3 separate regions of the Mus musculus genome follow, and regions 2 and 3 are each linked to region 1. Evidence: chromatin contacts called from public Hi-C data. All regions are on one chromosome and are shown on one strand. Each heading gives the region's core, a stretch centred on a gene start, on an enhancer-like site or on the middle of the called end of the contact. The rest is flanking DNA. Distances are from core to core; before and after follow the strand shown.

Evidence for each region. Hi-C and Micro-C count contacts between places; a contact is called where the count stands out from the background.
Region 2: a contact with region 1 is called in a Hi-C map of the N1E-115 cell line, with 4 times the contacts expected there. The contact joins two enhancer-like sites. A contact is called at or near these places in 8 of 484 Hi-C or Micro-C datasets (the AML12 cell line, the C2C12 cell line, LSK cells and 5 more).
Region 3: a contact with region 1 is called in a Hi-C map of the N1E-115 cell line, with 9 times the contacts expected there. The contact joins two enhancer-like sites. A contact is called at or near these places in 3 of 484 Hi-C or Micro-C datasets (the N1E-115 cell line, nephron progenitors and palatal mesenchyme) and 1 of 115 datasets of contacts at active chromatin or transcription factors (embryonic basal ganglia).

What each region holds. Positions count from the first base shown.
Region 1 is chr8:10,437,210-10,441,969 of GRCm38.p6, forward strand. Myo16 (myosin XVI) reads left to right here. Exons shown (of 35, transcript NM_001319151.1): 18 at 1,590-1,707; 19 at 2,424-2,495. Among named protein-coding and RNA genes, the nearest start is that of Gm51561, 9.3 kb to the left of the region's middle. Within about 2 kb of position 2,467, at least 10 of the 459 cell types and tissues checked have an H3K27ac peak or open chromatin away from gene starts, as enhancers often do. A contact at or near this core is called in the N1E-115 cell line, where this site is marked.
Region 2 is chr8:10,820,105-10,824,864 of GRCm38.p6, forward strand. No RefSeq gene overlaps it. Among named protein-coding and RNA genes, the nearest start is that of Gm32485, 4.8 kb to the left of the region's middle. Within about 2 kb of position 2,062, at least 4 of the 459 cell types and tissues checked have an H3K27ac peak or open chromatin away from gene starts, as enhancers often do. A contact at or near this core is called in the N1E-115 cell line, where this site is marked.
Region 3 is chr8:10,759,057-10,763,816 of GRCm38.p6, forward strand. All of the region lies in intron 2 of Gm39129 (a long non-coding RNA gene), which reads left to right. Among named protein-coding and RNA genes, the nearest start is that of Gm32429, 14 kb to the left of the region's middle. Within about 2 kb of position 1,950, at least 126 of the 459 cell types and tissues checked have an H3K27ac peak or open chromatin away from gene starts, as enhancers often do. A contact at or near this core is called in the N1E-115 cell line, where this site is marked.

The sequences.
Region 1 (4,760 bases), core at 1,217-3,716:
TCTTGGACGTCATTTCTGTTTTCCTGATGTGGTATCTCTTCTCCCTCAATATGGAAGTAATGTAGATTGGGCCAAATCCTCAGGGACAATGAGCAAGAGGTCACTGGGGACCCCAGCGAGCCCCGCAGCTCCATCCCAGATGTAGTCTGAAGTATGAGCTCCTTCTCCTTCCTTAGAAGTGTGTGTGTCATGCTTGCCCACAGTCTTGGGCAACGGGGGCTGGAGGAAGCATAAAAGACAATTGATAAATGGCTCACCCTAAGTGGATTCACTGAGACACTTTGTTCAAACAGGCCCCACACCTTTAAGAGCATGGAGTTCCACAGTGAGAGGCAGTCTGATGATGTCTTGTTCTTTTGACCCTGGTTATTCAATTTCTACATGTCTGTCTTTTTCTGGCCCTGCCCACTTGCATGCTCTGTATTAGCGCTGGCTTCCGTGATGTCTCTTTTCTTATCCTCACTCCCCAACCTGGAGTTTCTAGATCCTGTAGGGAACAGGAACACAGACAGGGGCAGGGCACCATTTTACCAAAATATCATCCACTTGGAAACGCCTTTCAAGTTCCACAATTGATCCTCAAAGGCAGGACAGGCAAAACACACCTGCTGACTGGCATAGCTGATGGAGACGGCAGTGCATTTACACAAACGGCCTGATGTCCATCCCTTCATCGTAAGCCTTTGAAGCAATGTGAAGAACAAAATCTGTTCCACTTTGGAGTGGTGGCCTTAGTCCATGACAATTCAAAGGATAGTATTTCTGGCCGATAAGGCCTTCAGAGCAAAATCTGCAAGGGCTTGTGTTTCTTAGAGCAAAACCTGCAAGGGCTTGTGGTTCTTTGAGACTACTTTGCAGAGAAGCCTCCATCTCTGCACCAACCATATCCAGTAGCAGGCAAGCTGACAAGGCAGGGGGACACCACTGCACCACTACAGACAAAAGCGGGACCCCAGAACTCCTCCTCCTTCCATGGGGAGTTTTCCTCTGATTCAGTTTCACTGCATTATATCGTGGGTTATAGTGAACACTCAAAGCTCTGTCTTCCTCACTGAATAAATCATACCCCCCCCCCCCGAGAACAGCACAGGCCCTCCTTGCCTGTGTAGAGGTGACTACCTTGCAGAGTCCAGTGGGAAATGCTGCCTTCTGTTAATTATGGAATGCTATACCTAAGAATTGCTTGAGATCAGTACCTCCAGGTGCTTACTTTATAAATGGGAAAGTGGCAATTCCCAGCTTCAGGTCCCACTCTTCCCTCAGTTCCAGGCTTCCAGACCAGGCCCTCCTCTCCTGTTCCCTGCACCCATGTGCAAGAACAGCTTGGGACAGTGGGGTGTTTCCTGCAAGTGATTGGACTACAATCACTATTTATATATATATATAATAATGATTATCCAGAACACACTGATTCATACCAGAACAGCAATTTAGGGCAACGCACATGGAGCTGAGATTTGATTTTGAGCAGTTTCTTGAATCTCCCACTGTGGGTCTGAAGAGTGGCAAGCCCAACCCCACCAGAATGCTCCCGGTTGCTTGGAGCTCCCACCTCTGAATTATTCTATCTGTTCTCTGTAAACACTTAGGAGGTGGAAAACCTATTCGTTATCCTATCGGCGATACTACACATCGGAGACATTCAGTTCACTGCACTAACAGAAGCTGACTCGGCCTTTGTCTCTGACCTCCAGCTTCTGGAACAAGGTCAGTGGAGCACCACCACCTTGATGGCAAAGTCGTTGGGGGTGCAGTTTCACAGTTTTGCCAGCAGATGGCGACACAGCACAGAATCCGGCTGGCTGCAACAATCACTAGCTGGTCTGAAGTCTTGGGGGGAGGGGAGAACCTCTTTCTTTTCTCGAAAGGGGGTGGTTGACAAACGTGCTTTCGTGGTCCCATTCTGCACAGGGGTATCATCATATACTTTAGATCATTTGATATTATTAGAATATTCTTTGCCCCAACCTGCTGTCCACACAGTATTTGGAGAGGAGTCGTTAGCTAAACATTATAAACTCACAATTACTTTCCTTTAAACACCATGTTCAAAAGCCCCTCTTGTTTGATATTGTTTTCATGGTCACATCTAGTTTTAAAAAAATATCCTCAAACCACGGGCTTCCAATAAATGGCCTATTTTCACCTGTTTCAAAGTTATTTTAATAAGGAATTTGGAAAAAAATAATCCAGCCCTATCTACAAGGGTGGTGAAGGGGAAAATATGTCCTTACTAAATCCAGACAGACACAAGATCCCACCAGTGTCTGGAGTACTAAGGCATTTCTCTAGATGAGTTTAAGCCAGAGAGTAGAAGTTGCTCTCCTTCTAACATGAAGTATGCACACAATGGACACAAATCGCAGTGTTCTTAGTGTTGAAATGCATGGTGCTTTCTTATTTACAGCTGTGTTTGATTTCAGTGGCAGGTATGTTGCAAGTGTCGACCGACGAGCTGGCATCCGCCCTAACAACTGATATTCAGTATTTTAAAGGTAAGTCCTTGTGCAACCTGACTTTTACCTTTGTACAGTCCCTGGGCTTCTTTGAAATGGGGAAATTAAACACAGCCTTGCCTGTCTCCACACGGGGGAAACTGTTTGCATGGACTGAGTGCCAGGAGAAAGCACTGAAAGGCTGCTGTATGGGAACCCTGCCATGCTCCCGGGAGATCATTCTGAGTAACTAGCCCCCTTCCTAATCAACCTGTCAGTTCAGAAAAACAAAGCCATCAATCTAAGAGGATGTATTCTCATAAAACATGGATCTTCATGGGGGAGGGGTGCGGCCTTCTCTCTGCCTTTCCCCGCTCAGAATGGGGGCTGTCATTTATTTGGTGTTTATGAGGGAATGGCATGGAGCCAAATGGTCCGAAGTTTGTCATTTCTGATCTCAAGAATGGTCAGGAGGCGGGCATAACTATTACTCTCCTCAGGGAGGAAAGTAGTCAGATTAAAAGGGGTTAATCACCAGAGATGCCAAGCCACTGGTAAAGAAGCTGTCTACCTTCACAGGGCGGCTTCAGCCCTCTGTGTATGCCTACTCCCTGTGGCACCCACTGGTGCAAGGCCGTGCTCCGTGCACAGGAGACTAGCACTCCTGCATGTGCTTCAGCTATCCACTGAAATGTCAGGATGGATGCCCTTCTTCAACCTTCCTCTTCATAGCTGTGAGGGCTGGCCTCCCCGGGCACTCTATGTCGAACTTACCAGCTGCTTCGTGGGTCTGGCTTGCAGGGATTTTGATGCTTGGCTAATGACCCCTACTGCTTAGAATCCCCCCTTCCATGCTAATCAACATACTGAGTTTTCCCATGATCCATCCAGCTGTTCCCCAGGTTCTGCTGGCTCCCCTTACCCCTCACCCTTCTCTACCAAGTAGGTTGGGTCCCTCTGACCTCTCAAAGAGCTTCCCTCCTCACAGCCCTCCATTTCCTGTCCAGCATCACAGCAGCAGCTTCTGTTGGTGTTTTCTTTCCTCTGGAAGTCGCTCACCTCCACGGGAATGAAATGGAAGTGTGCTTCTCACCTGCGCGCAACAGTCTTTCCAAGACACCACTTTTCTTAGAGAATGCTCCTCCCTATAGGACAGACTTCCAGGCCCCCTTAGCCATTCTTAGCCATGTCTCCATCTACGTCTCTGCTCCCACCTATGTCAAGTGCCTGGAGTTCTCAAGATGCTGCTGGTCTTTCTGAAGACATGTTCTTAGTCGGGGTTCTGTTGCTGTAACAAAACACCATGACCCAAAAGCAAGCCAGGGAGGAAAGGGTTAATTGTGCCTACACTTCTGAGAAGGAGGTCAGGACAGGAACTCAAGAGGGTCAGGAGACTTGAGACAGGAGCTGATACAGAGGCCATAGAGGGATGCTGCTTGCTGTCTTGCTTCGAATGGCTTGCTCAACCTGCTTTCTTAGAGAAACTAGGACCACAGCCCAGGGATGAGACCACCATGGGTTGGGTCCTCCCCGAATTGAGCATTATATGAGAAAATGCCTTACAGCTGGATCTCATGGAGGCATTTCGTCAACTGAGTCTCCTTCTTCTCCGATGACTCTAGCTTGTGTCCAGTTGACACACAAAACCAGCCAGTGCACATGTTAAATTCCGCTGGTCACTCACCATCCGGTTCCCTCAACACATCCCACCCAACCTCCTCTCACCACATTGCCCACCCTTCAGAGCTCCTCAACCACGTGAACCCGGAACTTTCGTGGTGACATCTGGAAGGCTGCACTTGTCCCCTGCCTTAGTGGGCTTTACCGCACCCATGGTTTTGACCGTGCTCTTTCAATTTAGTGAAGTTCTATCTTGTCTCAGTGGTGGCTCCCCTCTCTTTCCTTTCCCTCCAGCCAACTGAGGGACTCTCCCATCCCTGCCATCTGCTCAGCCTTAAGGACTGAGACTTAAGGACACGCCCTGCTGGCCAAGGCCACAGGCGAGCATTCTTGAGCCCGGCATTCACACACTGTCTCATCCAGCAGTACTGTACTGGATCTGCCTGCATCCCAGGTCACCCTAACTCTCTATCCTGAGTCCCTTCACTGGCCTTCCATTCTGGAACTTCTCCTCTCTCAGGATTCCCATGGCTCCACTTGAGAGTGACAGGGGCTTCTTCCCGAAGGCCCTGTTTTGTCCCCTGGACCCACAGGCACATTCTGATTGATTTGACCATTACTCTCCAGACAGGCAAGTGTTCAAATGCCCTGGGCCAGCTCAGTGCCCAACCAGTGAGCTATTATCCGAAAGCTCACTCACAGGAC
Region 2 (4,760 bases), core at 812-3,311, 380 kb after region 1:
AAGTTAAATCCCACTGTCTGTTGTCTGTCATAACGTACAGCTTATAAACATCTACAGTAGATGGGATTTCATTCCACCTACACACAGACAGCATCAAACCACACTTCTAAATGCTCCAGCTTAGTGTTTGCCTCCACAAATCTCCACTCTGTCTGTCCCAAAGGCACTCCACGGTCATTTCTTTCACCTCAGCTTCACCACATACTGGGCATGGTTCTTAGAGGTTCCTGTTTATGTGTTGTGTTATTTTAGCTTTCATCTCAACACAATCTAGAATCACCTCTGAAGAGAGTCACATTTAAAGAATAATCTGAATCAGATTGGCCTATGGAGGTCTATGGTGGATTGTCCTCATGGGTTAATTGACCCTGCCCATGTTGGAAGGCATCATTCCCTAGGCTGGACCCTGCACTGTGTAAGATGATGAAGAAGGCTAGTTGAGAAGCAAGCAGACAACATGGATTATTAGTTCTTTTTCTACTCTTGACTATGGATGTGGGGCTACAAGATGTCTCAGACTCTTGCCTCCATGACTTCCTTAAAATGATAGATGAGGTGAGGATACTCACAGTGGCTCTATCTAGCTTACATTTCTTTTCTTTCCTTACATCCTGTGTTAATTTGCCTACATGGTGTTAGAGCTTTATGCCAGGAAGGCAGCACTGGCTTTTCTAGTATGCTAGTACTATTACCATGGTAGATCTTTTAGGGGGTGGAGTCTAGCAGAAGACAGTTAAGCAACTAGAGGTGTACCCTCAGAACTCTCTGGTGAGTTCCTTTGAAAGTGAGCTGTTACGAATGAGCAGCCAAGCTCCTGAATCGCTCTGGCTTCCTCTCTCCCCATGCTCCCTTGTGCATAGGCTCTTGTCTGTTTTGATAGATGCCATTGTCATTATTGTTAGATTTGTTTTCATTTTTAAATTTTTGTCTATTATTATGGAGAGGGGGGTTGTGCAAGCAATAGCATGATAGCACAAGGTTGGAGGTCAGGACAACTTATAGGGTTGGCCCTCTCCTTCCACCTTTATGTGAGTGTCTAGGATTGAGTCCAGGGCTTCAGGCTTTGTCCATCAAGTTACCTGATGAGCCATCTCTTTCATAACTATGTTTTGACTGATATCCGAAGCAGAAGTTAAAAAACCTTTGGAATGCATTCAATTTTAAGGATGTTTATCATTAATGCTTTTGGTCTTCTTGTTGATATACAATTGACTGCATTGTAATCAGAGAACGTGACCTGCTCTAATTTAATTCTTTAAAATTCACTTAGTCTTATTTTTGTGACACAGGCATGATATTTACATAAATTGTCTTTGTAGCAATGAAAATAATGGTTCTGAAATTATTGAATTTTCCTCGAATGCCTATGAATCCTGGCTTGTTAATTATATGGCTCAAATATTTTTCTCTGTACTAAATATTTCCTGTCTGATTTATCAATCTCTAACCAACTTATATGAGTAGATTCAATCTATTAATGGATTTGCCTATATCTCCATATAATTCTGTCACTTTTTAAAATGTCTTTGGCTATTTTATTACATCCATAAATATTTAGACTTTTTATAACCCTCTGGGAAATTTAAACTTAAATCAAGACATAATGGCCCTCTTCATCTGTAATTGTGGTTTTTGCCTTTTGGCTCTTTTCTCTGGTATTAATACTGCTATGCTTGGCGTCCTGTGGTTGTTCTTCGCCTGGCATCCATTTTTCAATTAATTACCTGAGCATTTCTGCATAACTAGGCTGTAGGCAAAACTCATGCACAGGACATATAATTTGATTTTTTTTTTAATTCCCATCTGGAAATCTTTTTTTATCCGGTATGTTTGTGCACTAAGATTGCTATCACATTTCAATCCTACTTTCTCCCTTTGAACTCTTGCTTTTTCTCTTTCTGCTCTCTGTATCATGTTTAGTTTTCTCTAATTTGCTTGATGTCTCCAATTAGAATGGTGAGTCTAAAGTTCAACAGACACAATGTCTTCTCAAGTACAAGGCAGCCCTGGGGCTATCAGCTCACAGGATGCCCTGCTGTGGCAATGTGTAGTACCTCATACTCTTAGTAGTAGATTAAGTCTGACATCTTGATTGTCCTGCTGCAGCCAAGGCTGGCTAGATCAGCTGCTCGCACCCCACTCCTGGATGTTTTACTTTCTTTCCTCCAAGTACCTTTGGAGAGAACATGGGGATTATGAATCCCTTCAGTTCTTGTTCTTTTGAAATGCACAGCTATTTTACTCTTGATTATGGGAGATCGTTTGCCACATATAGCAGTTTAGAGTGACATTTGTTTTGCTTGCTCCTTTAATGGCAACACTCTACTTCTTTCCATGGGTATGTTTGGCCTCGTTTATTTTAATCAGTTCTGAAATACTCTGTCAGTCTGCCTTGCTCTTCTCTCCCCTCATACTGTCTCCATTTCCTTGGCCATTTTTATTCTGCTCTTTATGGTGTCTCAAGTCTTTGAAAACAGAAATAAATCACCATCGCTTCTGCTTCCCACTTTCAGTGAGTAACTGCTTTCCCTGGTGCATCCCAGTGGTGGATGGATGCACATGTGCACATACATACTGATATTTGGCCAGATTTCACAGATTGTTCTTGTTCCTCAACATAATTGAGACTGGTCAAGCAGAGGGGATTTATACAAAATGTACCAGTCTAGCTTCTAAGAACTGCCATACACAGTGCCTTACTCGGATGATCCTGGAGCACAGGGTGGCGCCCACTGAGCCCCACCCCAACACACACCACACCAAGCTTTCCACGCCGTGTTCTTGGGAGATTGTAATGACCGCAGTTGGAAAGAAGATGTAGGAGAGGTGTCCCCTCAGCTCCCTTGCATGCAGGCAGCCTGTGTTTCTGAGGCTCCTCTTCCTTCAGACATTCTAGCTGTATTCAGAAAGTCTGAATTCCTCTGCAGATCAGCAAGCTGACCAAAAGTTCTGTCTCTTGTTCCTTTGGTGGCCATATTAATGCCACACCAATAAGACTGAATAAATCAGGGTTCCCTAGAGGAAAATAGTGGAAAGAATGAAGGTGTTGTACAATAAGTTTGCTATATTGGCTCACACAGTATGGGCCTGAGAGTTCAACAGTGCCCACGGGAATGGTGAGAGGTTTGAGAATCTGGTACCTGCTGCACTCATGAGGCCAGAAACCTTAGCAGCAGTTCCAGCCTGTCACTGTATGCCCAAAGACTGCTGGAAAGCCTCTAGGACTCAGTCCGCCCTGGAAGGACTAAGTACCTGACTTCTGATAGCAGTGAAAGGTGACAGCAATGGCGGCAGCAGCAGTGGCAGCAGCAGCAGCAGGATCTATGCACTCTCCAGCAGGCAGCAAAGGCAGACAAGCATTAGGCTTCTCTGTGGGATATGAATGTATGCATGTATATATGCATATATGTGTGTATATTGTGTATATATGCGTGCATATATGCATGTATGTATATATTATGATGTGTATGTATGCATGCATGTATGTATGTAAGTATGTTGTACCTGTATGCATGTATGTATATATGTTGTGTATGTATGCATACATGTATGTATGTATGTTGTGTATGTATGTTGTGTATGTATCCATGAATGCATGGATGCATTGCTGCCTCAGCTGTTATTGCAATCACCTTCACGGATCTTCCCACAGACATGTCTCTCTCTTAGTTGATCCCATGCCCAGTCAAGCTAAAATTCACAGTGAACCTTTACTGGAGGCCATTGGGAGCTTTGGTCTCTGCATACAGCACATTGGCTTCAGTGCCTGCCTTCACCCAGGTCTGATTTCTTACTATCTATAATTTTTCTACCCTTAAAAGTATCTTCAGTATGTGAATACGTATATACTGTATGCATATGTGTTTTATGTGCACATTTATGCTTGCGTGAACACCTGTGTATACACACTCATGATTGCATGATCACACGTGTGTGTATATGAATGGTTATCTGATCATCTGCGTGTTAACATGCATGTTGTGTGAGCATCTGTGCATGTGCATACATGCTTGTGAGATATATGCATACACACTTGTGCATTTACTACATGTGTGATCATCTATGTACATGTATGTGTGTATAAAAGTATGTATATCTATGCATGCTTGTATGAGCACATGTATGTGCACAAGACATTTAAAATAACACTTCATGAAGTTGGATCTCTTCCTTCCGATTAAATAACACTTGAGCGTGAGGACGTTTGGAAGGAGGTCAGGTCTCTTCCTTCAATCAGGGAGGAGCTCTCATCAAGATGTACCGCTCTGTGGAAGGCAGTCTTCACAATACGATTCTCTAACATGTGTCACTGAGTTTCCCAAGAAGGATGGAGGCATAGTTAGTGCTGGGTCGAATGGGCTGTGTGAGACTGAGACTGCACCATGACCGTCTCTGTCCTTCTATGACTTAGTCTTCCTTCCTGCCTTCCCCTAGAGCAGCACGGGGCAAGGCCAGGTCAGCACGGGGCAAGGCCAGGTCAGCCAGCAACCTTGGCAGCTGCACTCCTCCAGAATCCTTCTCTTCATTTTGCTGGGTTATTTTCAGTGGCCCAGTCTTTTCTGACCCGAAGCTCGGACAGGACAGATGTGTTTGCTGACTATCCTTGCCTAAACTGCATCCTTGAGAGATTCGGGACTTCAGTGTGAAGACACCCATGTTGTGCTGTGTCCTGGACCCTGTTTTCCTGGTCCACGCTGCTTGACTCACTCCATGGTGCCATGCTGCTGTCTTCTATGCAGAGACAGCTGGCTTTCTCCACA
Region 3 (4,760 bases), core at 700-3,199, 320 kb after region 1:
ACTTTAAATTTTTATAGGTCCAAGCTCAAAGGCAGCAACTTCTTAGCTCTATTAACAGTGATGTTTATCCATTCCAAACCCTTATCTGGAGGGATAATTTCTGAGCAACAGATGTGTCTTACAGTTTTTGCTAAGAGCCTATTGTGCGGAGACTGACACTGTGTTTGTTATCTGTTCGCCATGTCTCTCCCATTTCTAGAGACCTACCTAGATTTTATTTTCAACAGTGACCTTAGATTATGTATCAGGCATAGCATTAAGTGCTGAAGCTGACAAAACACAGACTGAAATAGACCCTTGGCCATTCTTGGCAGCCATGCACAGCTTGTGTTCAATACCAGGGGTCAAAGCCTCTGTCCTTTGCTCAACTTGACCCTGTGAGGACCAAGACAGAATGGTGACTGAGGGCAGGGACCACTTTTTCCATACACAGTCATGTCACCTCATTTCCCTGGGATGTCTTCCTTATGGACGTAAAGACTGCTGAGAGAGAGGCGAATGCTTTTCCTGAATGGCCAGTGAGCATTCTTTGCAAAACACAAAGCCTGATGCAGCACACTGGTACCCTCCTGACTCTGCTGTTACACACAGCTTCCTGCCCACTGGAGAGCTTGTTTAACCAGGGCAACATTCTGAACAGGGCCATGCACCATCTCTCGAAAGACCTATGCATATTTTTTTAAAAGTGTCTTGAAATGACAGTGAATGAAACAGGAAGCAGTTTCCCTGTACTGAGGGTCTGGCTCTGAGGAAGTTTGGTGTTAAAAATATGCACTGTTTTATACAAAGTAGCACATATCTTTAGGTCTCTGGTTAACTTCCATGAACACAGCACAGACCACGTGTCTCAAATTTGTGTCATCTTTAGACAAAGACAATTAATTGCCCTGGTCTATTAACAGAGGACCCTGACACCAACTGAAGCAATTACTGAAATTCAGGTAGACTGAAATTTGTTCTCGCTGTGTATAAGTGAACATGTGACACTCATTGTTCAAAGGCAGGTCCGTGCTGCCTTGAGCTTTGTAGTACATCACCAAAAAAGGGACCAACTTACTTTCCCCTGTGCTCTTTGCAAACCAAGATCTACACAAATTAAATGCATACAAACTCATGCTAATACCTTCAAGCAAGCAGATGTATGCAGAAAGAGCCAATAGATACGAGGACCATACAAGGAGCACTTCCTCTGGAGGGAACAACAGAGCCAGAGTCTCAACTCAGGGAGGCTGTGAAGGGTTTGTGCTTTAAAATGAGGAGCCATGTTGTTCTACAGTTTTCATGTTTGCCAAGTCCACGACTTGAAAATACACACCCTTCCCATGAGCGTTCATTCCCACGCATTGTTTTAAATGCAAGATCCAAGGCCACTGGGTTGTTGACAGCATCATTGTTTAGATTCTGAGTTTAGCGATTCTGCGTTTGAAACCTGACATCTGAAACAAATTGTGGAAAGGGAATTTCTTTGACTTGCTTGAGAAACAAATCCTGTTACAGAATTGTTGACTTTCTGTAATTGCCTTTAAAACCCCAGTGGAAGGCTGTTACACTGAGCTCATGGGTGACGTGTAGAGAAGTGCAAGACACACACATACACACATGAATACACATGCACAAGAACACAGACACACTCATACACATGCACACACAGAAGAACACACGCATGCACGCATGCACGCATACACACACACACACACACACACACACACACACACACACACACACACACACTGGCTGTGGACCTAGCTCACCCTGCTAATTACCCTGCCTGCACGGACACCGCTGTTCTCTTATTTTCTGCCTTCTCCGCCTGTGAGGCCCCTCAGCAGGGTGGTGCTTCAGGACTGTCTGGCCTGGGAGACCTTTCCGTCTGGGACAGTACCATTCTGTCTAGACGGGGAGAGCCCATCTGCTCTGCCGGGACTCTCAGTGCCAAGCGCACCTCCCTCCAGCCTCTGCCAAAAGCTTCCTTTTGAGCACTGTGAGTTGCAAGAACAGGCTGTCAAAACCATCCCTCCAGTGTGGCCTGTGCTTCCCTGCTTCCCGCCACTGGGCCTGCTCCTGGTTTGGCAGAGTCCTTTGTCCTCTTCAGCTTATGCCTTTGCCAGGGAGAGTGACAGCCAGGAGCAAAGGCTGCTCTCACCATCTCCCTAGTCATTTGTGAGAGCAAGCATAGTGCCTGCAAGGCTGGGCAGAACCCCCCTTCCGCTCTCCCCCTCCCTCCCCAGCTGTTTGCAAAGGACCGGAGGCTCCTCCTCAGAGCGGCAGAACCAGGGTTAATGCTCAAGAGAGCTGGGCAGTCCAGGGCAGCTCTCAGCTAGGCTGCTGTAAACAGAACCTCGGTCAGACTCTTAGATGTGCTGGGGCCTTTCCAAGACCCGTTAGACATCTAATAGAAACGTCATAGTCCACATGAAGCTTATTACTGCGCAGACGTGAGCCCCACAGTTCAAAGGTGCTGCTTCAATTTAATGAAGGGACTTAGTTCAGTAAAAGTTTATATGCTGCAAGTTTTCCAACTTGTCTGCTCCGTCTTTATATTATGGGTTATTCAACTCACCATAATGAAACCTTCAAAGAACTCAATCGCCCCGGGGCTGGCAGTCTTTCCAGATCAGACACCTCAGGACAAATAACTTTGGCGCTTTCTAAGCACATGGAGTGATGGGACTTTTATTCTGTTTTTCATTGCTCGGCACAAAAATCCACAGCTCCTTTTCCCAGGCCTTTAGGAAGGCCTATCAGGAAAGGGGCAGCAGCCTGCTTTCTTTGGTGAGGTCATGATTTTCCCTGTCGCAAGAAACTGTACTTCGAATGGACCGTGGAATGTGTAAAGAAACTCTGATACAATTCCTGGCAAGCAGGAAACAAACTATCACTCGATGGCATTGTCATCCTACAATGTTCAAAGAGGCCTCTTTGTTATGCCTCTTATTACTTAGGAATAAAAGGGGGTTACCTATATTCTTCTGTGGGGAACGTATAAACCCTAGGGTGCCCTTTATTCAGGCACAGTGGCGAGGTTGGCATTAGAAACCCAGCCTGGCTCCGCCCCTGTGAAGGGGCAGAGGGGAGGACAGCTTCTCAGCCTGCATCCCCACCAAGCATGCTCTGCGCAGCTCTATCAAATGGTCTGCGCTGTTACACCTTTGACCCATGGGCACTGTAGTGAAGCAATTGCTCTTCTTCTTTCACTGACTTATTAAAATATAAGTCACAATAGCAGCCATTCAATACCCATGTGACATTAATAATGCAGAGATGTGGGGACCCAGGATCCTACAGCATGTTAAGATCAACACGAAAAAATCTTAGCCTTTTTGTCCGGAGTCTATTTTCCTTGTTCCTGCCAATTTTTTTTTTTTTTTAAAATCATGTATACTAATCAGTAAAATTCTTTTATAGTTAATTGCTGTTGAGCAACAGCCACAGATAGAACGCTAAACGAGAAAGGGAAAATAATATAAAATGGAAGGAGAGAAGGGAGGTGGGAATGAAGGAGGAAAGGGAGGTAGGAGATGGAGAGGAAGGAGGGAAGAATGGAAGGATGGAGGGAGGGAAGGAGGGAAGGAGGGAGGGAGAGAAGGGGGAGGGAGGGACAGAGGGAGGGAGGGAGGGAGGGAGAGAAGGGGGAGGGAGGGAAGGAGGGAAGGAGAGAGGGAGAGAAGGAGGGAGGGAGAGAAGGAGGGAGGGAGAGAAGGAGGGAGGGAGGGACAGAGGGAGGGAAGGACAGAAGAAGGGAGGGGGAAAGGGAGGAAGGAGATGGAGAGGAAGGAAGGGAGGGAGGGAAGAAGGGAAGGAGGGAGGGAGAAACAGTAAATAGCAAAGCTGCCTTGCACTTCATTATTTCAAAGACCCTGATCTCCCTGTTGAATAAAACCCACAGTCTTCAGGACAATGGTGAGCAGATCCTTACAGAATCAGTCTTTTAACTTTGCACCTGTTGTAGGGTCTTGGAGAAAATACCAATTCAGTTGATAGTTTCCAAAAGAAAGTGTTTCACAGTGTTTCAAGCCTTCAGTGGGAGTTGGTGCTCCTGGATCCTTAGACTGCCTCATCTTCACAACCTGGTCTCCCATCCTGAGAAGCTGAGGTAAAGGATGTGTCTGAGTTCCTGAGCAAGTCAAGGAAGCTCTTCAAAGTCTGCTTAGCATTCTGGAATTCAGGGTGCGTTCTTTCAACCATGCCTTACACAGTGGGATTTCCATAGCTTATCCTAAAACTTCTTTTCTTTCCCCTGGTTTAATAATAAATTCCTCAGGAAATTGCCCAATAACTGCCACATAAGGGAGACAGATGTTCTGAAGAAAAGAGCAGTTTATTTGATTTTATATCTTTGCACATATGCATGGCAAGTCATAAATTCTCTGAGGTGCCGTGAGAGGAAGGTGAGGCTGTGGTGAATTTCAGGAGACCGTGCTCTGCATGGCTGGCATGGATCTGTATGTTCCAAAAGGAAAGAGATTCCAGTGTATGGATGAGTGACAGGTGTCCTACTTCTTGGGCTAACCACAGTGTTTGCAGACACACCTTCCCCCCAAACCTGTTGTCTGTCTTCCCATATGGCTCTGGTCACTTTGGTAGCAGAGGGTTGTGTGTTTTGTTTGTTTTGTTTTGTTTTCTGATTATAAGATTATATATTTGATACAGAAAAATCTTAGAATAAAAAATAAATAGGGTTGGCTACATCGCTCAATAAATAAGAGCACTTGCTGTGCAAGCATGAAGAGCCAAGGTTAAATCCCCAGGACTCATGTAAA